Linked DNA regions of Rattus norvegicus: region 1 is linked to region 2. A link is a contact called in public Hi-C data. All regions are on one chromosome and are shown on one strand. The core of a region is the stretch at or near the end of the contact, and the rest is flanking DNA. Distances in the headings are between cores, read along the strand shown. Region 1 holds the start of Crim1 (cysteine rich transmembrane BMP regulator 1). Region 2 overlaps Crim1 (cysteine rich transmembrane BMP regulator 1).

The links. A called contact is a pair of places that touch in the nucleus more often than the background predicts.
Region 1: a Hi-C map of liver shows a contact between it and region 2, with 4 times the contacts expected there. The contact joins the promoter of Crim1 here to the enhancer-like site in region 2. A contact is called at or near these places in 2 of 12 Hi-C or Micro-C datasets (the A7r5 cell line and liver).

What each region holds. Positions count from the first base shown.
Region 1 is chr6:22,618,469-22,624,055 of GRCr8, reverse strand. It overlaps Crim1 (cysteine rich transmembrane BMP regulator 1), which reads left to right and starts at 1,640. Exons shown (of 17, transcript NM_001169103.1): 1 at 1,640-2,491. The coding sequence starts at 2,161.
Region 2 is chr6:22,493,391-22,499,170 of GRCr8, reverse strand. The region is part of intron 7 of Crim1 (cysteine rich transmembrane BMP regulator 1); the gene reads left to right. Among named protein-coding and RNA genes, the nearest start is that of Fez2, 89 kb to the right of the region's middle. Within about 2 kb of position 2,075, at least 23 of the 93 cell types and tissues checked have an H3K27ac peak or open chromatin away from gene starts, as enhancers often do. A contact at or near this core is called in the A7r5 cell line and liver, where this site is marked.

The DNA.
Region 1 (5,587 bases), core at 391-2,890, 130 kb before region 2:
CACAAATGCCTGGAGAATAGTCACCTCAATGACAGCTTTTAAGCCCCAAGAAAATGGGGTGTTCTCCCCCTTTGCAGTGTTGACGTTTCCCTATGCTACCCCCATCTTCAACAACCAGTCTAATTAATGAAACATTTCCTCTCTTCAGTATAAATGTCTTTAGTTTTCTGATGCCATTGGTAGGGGAATGGCACACTGGTGACTTTGGCTTTTTCTGTTGATGATAAACCAAAATATTCAGCAGAAGTACACATCTGTCTGACACGGGCAAGATCCCAAAGGCACCTTTGTGTCCTTTCTCCTCACGCTGGTGCCATTCACTTTTGTTCATTAGTCATGATGCCCCTGATCTAACTGGCTGCCACCTATCTGCAGCAAGACCATGTCAGGCAGCCAAGCCCACATCACACCTGCCCCAACACTAGGCTGGTATTCACATATGATCCTAGTCACTTTTTTATTTTTTGGCTGTTATTGTGTAAGGGGGCACGGAGGAAACAAGGAAAGGACCACTGGTTCTCTCCTGATGAGCGATCAGAGCTGTCACTGGGAGAATCTCCTCTGAAATCTACTAAAGAGAAATCCTCCACACGTGTACAGTTCCTCTTCAGTTGTTTCTTGGCTTATAACAAAGAATATTTTACTACCCGCCTTCCTTATTAATACATTCGTGATAAATGTTTTAGAGAAGAATAATGGGAGGAGGGAAAGCACCCTCCTCTTTAGCTCGCGAGCCTGAAAAAAAAAATAAATAAAACTGTCAGGTGGCATGTAAGGGTGCCTAGGCGCTTCCAGCCTAGCGTCATGTCAAGACTTGTAATCCACTATTGAGCCTTTACTCCAGAGAGGATTAAGCTCTGTTACTTTCCAGTCACCCCTCCCATGATACAGCACCTCCACACAGACATACAGAAGGTGGATCGTTAAAATTCAATTCAAGCTGCAGCCCTTCCCAACATTGTCCCGGCTCAGAATGTTTACCTAGACCATTTAAAGCACTCAATCCCACCAGCAGTTTCGCTGGAGAAGTCTCCAGGTTCCCAAGACTCCATTACATAATATCTTTTACAAAGTCTATTCCCAGCTCCAGTGGAAGATGGATTCTCGTCCAGTTTGCGGAAATTCCACGCGTTCGCTTCCCTTTCCTGGGCTTCGATCCGGCCAGTGCCCAGCCTAGGCTGCAGCAACAGCTCTCGCTAGGATCCCCGCCACTCTCTCAACTCAAAACTACCACCCCGAGGTGCAGCCGTCCCGCCCCCGGTGCTCCAAAGCTAGCCCTGGTGGCCCGGTGTCGGCGGGGGATCGCGTCGCTACGACTGTCTCGGATCCCCGGCCGCAGCGCGCTCGCGGGGCTGGGGCCCGAGCCCGGATGATCGGCAGCAGGGCCGGCTTGGTATGCTGGGCTGCGGAGGAAGGAGAGGGGGAGGAGGAGGAGGCGTGGAGGGAGGAAGGGCCGGGGCAGCCCCGGAGGGAGGCGAGGGGGAGGGGAGGGGGCTGGCCGGCCCGAGGGTGGGGGGGCAGCCAATGAGCAGCGCGCGGCGCGGGGAGGGCGGGGGGGGGGGGATGAGGTAGGATGGGGGAGGGCGCAGCCGGAGCAGCGGAGGCTCCAGCCATAAACAAGCGCCCGGAGGAGCGGCGCGGGAGAGAGCCGAGCCGGGCGCAAGGAACGGACGCCACGGACCTTCTGCTGAGCCACCGCGCCCACTCGGCGGCTCGGGAGGCGGGGACCGGCCCGGAGGCTGCGCTGCCGTCGTCTTTCCCCGGCGATCAGGAGCAGCGCGGAGGACCAGAAGGAGCCACCAGCCCTGCTTCGGAGCGGTGCGCAGCCACCGCCGCCGCCAGAAGTTTGGGTTGAACCGGAGCTGCCGCGAGGAAACTTTTTTTCCTCTTTTTCCCCTCCCGCCCGGGAGGAAAAGGAGGAGGAGGGGAAGCCACCCGCCACTGCTGCCGCTGGCGCCAACGCTCGTGGGCTCCGGGTCGGCGCGGCCCGCAGGGGCGGCGGGGGCCTCGCCCCGAGAGGGGAGGAGCGCCCCGGGGGCCCCTAGTGGGGCACGAGGACCGCGGGCTGCGGGTGCGGCGGCGGCGCGTGTGCCCCGCGCAGGGGAGGGCGCCCGCCCCGCTCCCGGCCCGGCTGCGAGGAGGAGGCGGCGGCACAGGAGGATGTACTTGGTGGCGGGGGGCAGGGGGCTGGCCGGCTGCGGGCACCTCTCGGTCTCGCTGCTGGGGCTGCTGCTGCTGCTGGCGCGCTCAGGCACCCGGGCGCTGGTCTGCCTGCCCTGTGACGAGTCCAAGTGCGAGGAGCCTCGGAGCTGCCCGGGAAGCATCGTGCAGGGCGTCTGCGGCTGCTGCTACATGTGCGCCCGCCAGAGGAACGAGAGCTGCGGTGGAGCCTATGGGCTCCATGGAGCCTGCGACCGGGGGCTGCGCTGTGTCATCCGCCCCCCGCTCAATGGCGACTCCATCACCGAGTATGAAGTGGGCGTCTGCGAAGGTAAGGCTGCCCTGATGCGCTCCCCCTCCCACCTGGCCGGCACGGAACAAAGTTTGCTTGAGACTTTTCCCAGAGGAGAGGGGGATCCCGGGGAAGAGGGATCGTCGCTGTCCCCGGGAGGGTGCCCTAGATGCCTGCTCAGGGACAGGCGAGGTTGGGCTGCGTGGGTGAGCTCCTCTGAACCCGCATAGACACACACACACACACACACACACACACACACACACACACACACACACAGGTGCGGTGATTCGGGCTTACGCTGGGTGGCTCTTTCTCGCCCCAATCAGGGGTGCCCTGTGCGGGGAAACACTGCGGAGTCTGGCACGCGCGAGACCCTCGGGGAGTCCGCCCCTGCCGCCCTGCCCGCATAGCGCAGTGTGGCACCGAGGGCGTACGCAGTCCGCGCTGCCGGCTTCTGATAGCGGAGTAGACCTGTGCTCTAGCCTGCACTCCCTATATGACTCTTGTTTTTTCTTTGCGCTCTTCCTTCACCTCCTTTTCCTCCTTCGCGTAATAAATCAGTTTCAGCTCGGGAATATGTCAGTCCAGGCGAAGTTACACATGGTGATTACTCATTTATTTGCCTATTGGAAACGGTCAAAGGCTTACTCTTCTGGGTGGCTAAAGGGAGTGGGGTGGGGAGCTGCACCTGGGTTGAAAAGTTATGGTTCACTACAAGAGGTTTCCTTTCAAGGGCCAATATCCGCGGGTTTCTAGAGCTAGGGCTGATGTCTTTTTGTTTGTTTGACAGTAGATTCTGCACTGTTTGCTTCACTGTGGTGCATCGTGCACCGCGGTGTGTGTAGATGTACTGAGGGTGGGGGCTTTGATAGTGGAGCCTCCCTGTTTCGGAAGCACTGTTGGGCCGAGTGGGCCTCCATCTATCTGCACATGGCTCTACTTCTGCCTCAAGGTGCCCGATTACGTTTAAGGTCTAGAGAGAAATAGTGAGTTCTTTTATTTTGACAATGGGCTGGATTGTCTGTTAAAAGTGGGTCCCTGCCTACTTAGAGATCAAACATTGGGCCCTCGATGCTGCTCCCGGTATCTTGCCAGGGATCAGGTCTCACTTGCAAGAAAGGACAACTGCACTCTGCCTTTACTGCTGTCAGTCAGCCCCTGGGACACGGGTTTATCGTGAAGCATCCTCTCGTGTGTGTGTGTGTGTGTGTGTGTGTGTGTGTGTGTGTCCACGCGCGCGCGATTATTTATTGAGCTGAGAGCTGGAAAGGACAAAGGTGGGTGTATTAAATGACTCCAGTGCTGTGGTAACTCTTTAAACACACATGCATGTATTTTTACCTGTGGTTTTAAGGTTTTGGACAGTTGTGGGAAATCAGGGAGGCCTTCCTGGTTTGGAAGCTAGGGGGCAGTAATGAGTGCAGGGCCCTGCTCCTTTAGGATAGTGCCCGCAAGACCCCACATTTCCCTGACACAAAAAGACCCCTCCTGGTTTCCTCAACGCAGGGAAAATGGTCATCAGACAGACTGACAGAATTTCACGTGTTTTTGAGTTTAGGCCTTCTGAATAACTTAGGCTAAAATGTGTTCCTGTGAATCCTGCTATGTGGTGTACATAACTTGACCAGCCTCCTACAGATCTTTAAGAACTAGGAGGCCGTGGTTAAAGGCAATGGAGACTGTGGGGCAGCAGGAAGGGCTTTGGGAGGCTCTGAGGAGGGTGACCCTTGTTTGTTTTTTCACGTGTTTCTGGTGAAGGGGATGCTTGGGGGAACATTTGTAGCAATCAAGTGTTTTGGCAGCAACGCCCCGTGTCACGGCGCTACATGCTTTTGGCAGTTTGTTAAGGAGCCTGTCATTCTTCTGAAATGATGCATCCCTCACGCCTGCCTTTCTCCTGGTAACACCAGGTGCCCAAAGCATTGGCCTTGAAAATGCTTGGAAGTGTTTCTTGACATGAGTGTATTTCAATTAGTGCTCTCTGGAAACACATTTCAGTGAGCAGGCCTGTTTTCAGCTGGATGCTATGGGCACATCCCGCTACCCCCTCCCTCCCTCCCTCTCTCCCTCCCTCCCTCCCTCCCTCCCTCCCTCCTCCCTCTCTCCTTCCTTCCTTGACTTTTCCTTCCTCTCTCCCTTCTTCCTTCACTAAAAGCAGCAGTGAAATAGATCTTAAAGCCTCGAAACTAAGGTAAAAGGACAGCATTTTCTGGCACGATGTAATGCTTACCTTTGGAGAGGTCTTCAACTGTCTAAAATTTCAGATATTTTCACATTAATATAAAACGCGTGGACCCCTTTTCAGCATTAGAGGAGTCTTCAGGAGTCACTGATTGTCTAGAAGCTGCCCCCCAGTTTTTCTTTTTCCTTCTCCAGGAACTTTGCATAAAATTTCTCAATGGCCAGTACTTCCCTCGGTTTCCATTTTGATTCAGAAATTCGTGTGTATTGTTATCATAACACACGAATAGAAGTGGATCTATTTTATTCATGTAGAAAAATCTCTTGTGCTGCATTTTTTGCACTGAAATGACCCCTACTGGTTGTATCTGTTAATGAAAAGTCTTTTGAAAGCTTTTTTAGTTGGCTACCCTGAGAAAACATATTTCACGGTGTAAAATAGGACCAATCCACCTGCTTTTGAAGACACGACTTAAGTACGAACGTATGTTACTGTTTGCCAACTTGCAGAAATGTTTGTCCTTCCCATACTGACTTTTTTGGGGGCAAGGGAGTGGTGTTTTAAGTTCACTGAATGAGTTGGGCCAGCAACCCAAATGGGCCCCTTTTCTTCAGGATTTTATGGCACAGTGACCCCTAAAAATACAGGAACCATCCTAGTCATAAGAAGAACCCCGAAGAAGAAAAATTAATTTCCAAAGGAATGGGATTGTGAATCAAGTGGCATGTTCACTAGGATCTCTTCTCTGCGTTGAGACCATTATTTAAAAAAAAAAAAAAAAAAAAAAACACAAAAAAACCCAAAAAACCCAAGTTAGCGCCTGCCTATAGGATCGAAAATGGAGCCGGTTACCCAGAGTTTTTTCTCCTCTCTCAGTCTTAAAAAGGGCCAGGAGGCACTGGCCCTCCAGAGGCAGCAATTCCCTTTCCTGTTTCCATGCATCTAGCGAG
Region 2 (5,780 bases), core at 826-3,325:
CAGAACCTAAGGACAGGGTGAAATTTTCTTTAAAGAAAAATAAAACAGAAAACGTTTTTAATTGAAGGTAAACCAAAGCATCGAAGGAAACTTGACGCTAAGATTGCGATACACTTACTGAATAAGAAAGAAGATAGCTTCCCGGTGACGCCCAGTACAAGAGATAAGAATTACAGGGTGACTGGAAGCATTACCGTCAGCCCGTGTCTGCCGTCTCACTTTGGGTGGTAGTTGGCTCGCCCGGGTGAGCGCTATGACCTGAGTTTTCTCCTGGCTCATGAAGTCTATCCTGTGGGGACAAAGTGATGATTCCAGCGACCTTGAGGATTTTGGAGCCAACTCCAGAGTCTGTTGCTTTCCAAGAAGTAAGAACTGAGGTCACACTGTAGAAGGTGGTTGTTCACAGTGCCATTCCAACTGCCAGTGAGGGAATTTCCTCCCCTCTACATTCTTTGTTTTTCTCCGATACCAAAGCAAAATTCAGTTTTTGTCTCAGATCAGGTTGTCGAAGCTATTCATAGGTGTCCAAAGTTGACTACATGAGGGGCCCGTCTTATTATTCTGTCTTGTGATTACTTTTCGTGCAGTAAGTTCAAACAGTCTTGCTTGTAGAACTGTTATCAGACTGCTGGGTGTCACACAGACCCTGTAATTCTGATCACCTGGACTTAATAAACTCTTATAGAATAGGAAACACACACTGTATAGGCCCACCACCCCACCCCCACCCAATGCTCTGGATTTACGATGGAATGTGTTTAAGCCAGAAAACCAACTGTATTTTCATTACCTCCTGGCATTCTTGGAGGTCTTTCTCAAGGGCTCAGGGTTTCGCTGGGACACTGAGGATCAGATATTAGGCTTGTCTTTACCTGTACAGAGTTAGCCAGGCACTTCACCTCAGCATCAGAAACCCCACGCCATGCTCCTCCGACTCATTGGAGGTCTGTAAGCTGTCTGTGTCCTCTTCAACCTCACCCCTCACTGTCTGCAGGAGTGGTGCGTTCATGCTAGTGAGTGCTGATGATAGAGTTTGAGTCAAGCTGCCCTTCCAGTGAGATTTCAACCGGCTTGCCAGAAAAATTCTGTACCAGGCACATATCTGGGTGGGAATTCCTTGAAACAAGAAAAAAAATAAATGTTTCCAGCCCCGCCTTGGCCATAGCGTTCCTGGCCACACAGTATCTCAGTTGATTAAAGCTGCTGCTTCAGTAGTGGGGAGTGACGGATAGTTGGACTGACCCCCCCCCCAGAAGGGCAGTGAAGTCAGAGATGCCACAGAGTCACATGTCATTAACATTCTGCTACATTGCAGGGAATCAAAACTCCATCCATGGGTGGCAGTGCTTCAGTGCCATCAACGCTGCGATTAGTAAGCCAAGAATAATATAATATTTGTAATATCCTCAAGACTGTTAGGCACGCTGTTTCATCTTTTTTAACTCTGAATGTCCTGGAAATACACACCATAAATGGAAATTAAAATATAACTCAGTCTATTTTTCTGCCTGTCCAAATAAGGTCAGACGTTGGATGCCAAATGACCGCATATTACCCTGAGGTCTTAAACCTAAGGGCCAGAGCACTTCAGTCACGAGCTCTTTGGTACTTTTGGTTTTTATCTCTGATCATGTAAAATATCTTGAGATATTTAAACTGGTGTTCAAATGTAGATGAAATGGATGTAAAAGGCCCTCCCCATCACACTAAGTGTGTGTGTCAAATGTTATGATTTTTCTTTCCACAGCTATGCGTGGATATATTACGCACATCCCGCAAATGGCTCTCTAGTTGTTAGATCTTCCACATATAACAGGAGCTAAGCAGGTGTGAACCAACATGTGCAGAAGCCATTTAGCTGGCAAGAGATGTTTATTCTTGCTCCCAGCCAGGCGGCTGCTGTCCCACACCTACACCCTTGTGCCTTCCACTTTGCACTTGATTTGAATAAAAGTACCGGGGTGATCAAAGCTTTGCGGACACAAATGACTGTGATCCTTAAACTCCCCAACTGCTCAGTGCCTGAACTACTCAGATTTGCTCAGAGCTGATGCAGAGAGGCTCTGCCTCTAAGTTCCCAGACCCAGGAGTTGTGGCTGTTGAATGTTTCCTGGCTGAAGCAGCACGCAGAGATGAACTCCTCTGTGTCTGTCCCTCCCGTCCACCTCCCATACCTTAAACGGTATTATTGCTAAGAGCCTCGTGGTCTTCCTGGGTAAGATAATAATTGATCAGACCCGGCCTGCTAATTTTCATGTAATCAACAGAGGCAGGAAAGCATCGTCTGGAATGCGAACTATGTGAATGAAAAATATTTAGTCATTCTTGAAATGATAGGAATGTTTTTCCAACAAGCTTAAATAAACACGATCTCTTTTGAGCCTGTGTTTCAACTGCTTTTGGATAAGAGACAACTCTTAGGCAACCAAACAGAAGTTAATGAAGGTTATTAGGAGGCCTGCCCTTCAGAAAAGGCTTGGATTCTCTGAGAGAATCCCTACCCCTTACAGTAAAGGCTCAGTCAGGAACAGAACCGGCTCCCTTTGAGCTGTTGTCAACAAAAGGGGATTTGACATTTTAACTAGTAACCATGGTTACTAGTAACACGCTAGCAAAAGCATCATCTGACCTTCTTGTGATTAAAGCCCTCACCTTCACCTGCCACTTCTGTACGCCTCGGTTCTCAGGAAAGAACTGTCCTTGGCACACCTCTATTGAAAGCACCTAGTGGCACTGTCCCTGGGCTTGTGTTTCCTTACGGCTGTTGAGACTGCGAGGCCTGCTTATTTAGTGAAATTACCTTTGAGCAGAGTAGCACTTATCTAGTCAAGTGTTCCTCCTTTTTAAACGAATTATGCAAGCAACCCGGGCGCGTGTTCCAGGAGTTACAATGCCAAGGTTGGTTGGTTTGAGTTTGTCTGTTTGCTGCTGCTTTTCTGAGACTTGAACCCTTGCACATCCTGCAAACTGCCCTCTGCTTTCTGGACCCTGACTCTGAAGATTTACTAGGCTTTCGGGAAATAGCCAAAGCCATCCATGTCCGCATCTGGGGGGAAAAGAACAGGTGATCTTGCTCGGTAAAACTGTTCAGAAAAACTGAAAAGTGACGGTAAAATAAAGGTCCTTTGTCTTTCCGGTGACTCAGTAATTTGCTCGGTAAAGTGGCTGAGGACAGGTTCCAGATGGGATTTTTAGCATGAGCTGCATTTCAGCACAGGCATCTAGCCATTGGAAGTGGGTTCGTTTTATTAATAATACTTACCTGTAAGTACAGCTCCTGACTCCTTTCTTTAAAAGCATACCCATTCACCTACTTAGAGGCTTAGAGGCGTGGACTGAAACAGGTGCAGGTGTTTCCTCCAGCGTGGCTACAGATAAATAGAGCAAGATAACTTGTCTAGAGAAAGAATCTTCGAGGTAGACAGTGATCAGTACAACTTGGTTTTAATAATTCAGGCCTCTGTCCCCATTTAGGACGGTCCTGTTTTAGGCTGTTTCCAGGAACATTCTACAGCGCGCCTTACAAGGCCAGAATTAGTTCGTATCATGAGGGCTGTGATGGGAAACAGGGAACAGTCCCCGGGAGATGGCCTCAAAGGCTTAGTAGAATGTGGTCTGTGCTTTATCGGAATAAAAATAAATAAAATCTCATGCAAGTTTGATAGGGGCAGGCTGAAGAAAAAGGAGGGTCTCCTGAAGTAAGTTTCTTTCTGTCTCTGGATGTCCTTCAGTGGCTGCCAAGTTGGTAAAAAGTAGCATCAGTCAACATGTCAGCCTCTCAGATGTTCCCAGCATGCACTCCAGGTCAGGGGTTGGACTATTGGTCTAGGTTTTGTGAGGCTTTCTGTTGTTGTATTTGATGTTTGTTTGTTTGTTTGTTTGTTTGTTTGTTTGTTTGTTTGTTTCGAGTTGATTATCCACACTTTAGCCAAATTGTGACTTTGTCTTTATATCTCTAAGATGCCTGCTCACATGTTAAGTAGATTTTACTCTTGCACCTGAGAGATTGCCTGGATTCAACAGGTTGGTTTGAAACAGAGTCCACGTTAGGTATCTGAACCCTTTGAGGCGACAGAATTTATGCTAACTACCCATCAGGGATAAGATTTGTCAAGAGGGCTCCTGATCTTGGTTTGTACCAATATTAAACACATATAAGAAAATGCTTTCTCTTTGTGGACTCTTGATAGTCTTGTAGTGTTTAGGGTCTGCTTTTCACATGGTCTGCTACATCATTTGAGTTCATAAGCCACCCCCTCACCCAGCACCAGACCTCATAAAGCGTGTTCTGCACGCTTGTTCTCCTCTCTGGCCACAGCTTGTTCTGTGTGTATATGGATGCTTTGCCTGCCTGCATGCATGTGCACCCTGTGCGTGCCTATTGGGTCCCCTAGAACTGGGGCTATGGATGGAGGTGAGACGAAAGTGGGAGCTGGGAATTGAACACTGGTCCTCTACGAAAGCAACGCATGCTCTTAGCTGCTGAGCCTTCTCTTCAGCCCCCCTGTACCTGGGCTCATTAGAAACCATATTCATCCCTGATATAATTGGAATCTGCTGTACCCTCCTCCCAGGAGCTCTGTTTATGTGAGCATTTGTGTTTCAGACTCCTCTGTGTGCCTGGCCGTGGGCCTTGCAGCATGGCAGTAGTGGAAAGGCTGGAGACCTTTTGTCCTCTTTGGATACCTGTTGCTTTGCATAACAGCTCACAGCTTAAACGATTTAGAGAGACTCTCTTTGTTGGCAGGACTAAAATATGCTCAGAGATAATGAGCTATCAGTTTGAGATGTCCTTGGGTTTTGATTGTTCAGCAGGATCAGCGAGCTCAAATCCCCTCAAACCCATGAAGCCGTCGTCATTTCTGAGAACCAGGTTTTAAAAAGATTCCACGGAGCTTTGCGCCAGATGACTTTAATCGGGGTGAGGGCTCCACAGCCATTGAACCGGGAGCGAAAGCATAATTCTTTGAGTGAGATGTCCCGATACCTAGTCATAAAGATACCAGTTGAGAGTCCTCTCACTGTCGCCATAGCTTGAGATCACTGGCCTGCTGAAACCGAGATCAAAAGACGGCTCTTAAACCTGTGTTTTCTTTCAACATCTTCTTTTGACTTGAGAATTACAGAACTATTTGCGAAAATACCGAAACGGCTTAAGCGGAAACTGCTGAGTTCGACCTTGTCCCTGCAGATCTGTGAAGGCCTCCATCACGAGAGGAAGAGCAAGGCCAGACAGACACATCACATTGTTTCGGCTCACCCCAGATGAGCTGACGACCAAGAGATTTCTGTCCTCTTGGAGACAGCACAGATGCTAGTCAGACTGTGGAACAATGACCTCAGTCTGCCACTCAGCGAAGGTGAAAGGCGCCAGTGGCTGGTCACTAACGTGGTCCAAAGCTTACCAGACCATATGAAAGGACATCACAGAACCAGCCACATCCCAGATGCCTTTCTTGCTATCTGTAGGGATAGAAAGTGATGCTTACAGTACAATGGGCAGGGGCGTGTGTGAAACCAGCTGCCGTACCTCTTACCAGCAGCGCCTCTGAGGCCTGTCTGATTAGTTTGTCTGTGGCCAGATCAATCAGCATTGACCCTGCCTCAGTTCACACCATCGCAGCAACAAGTGCTACAGCACACGGTGTGACTCCCGTGTGCTGTGCTGTCTTGCTTTGTGGCCTGGCAGAAGTATCCTGAGACAGGGGTACACGCCTATTCCCATTTCACAGAAGCCCAAGGAGATCCATGTCACACAGTCCCTGACTCCAAATTGGTGA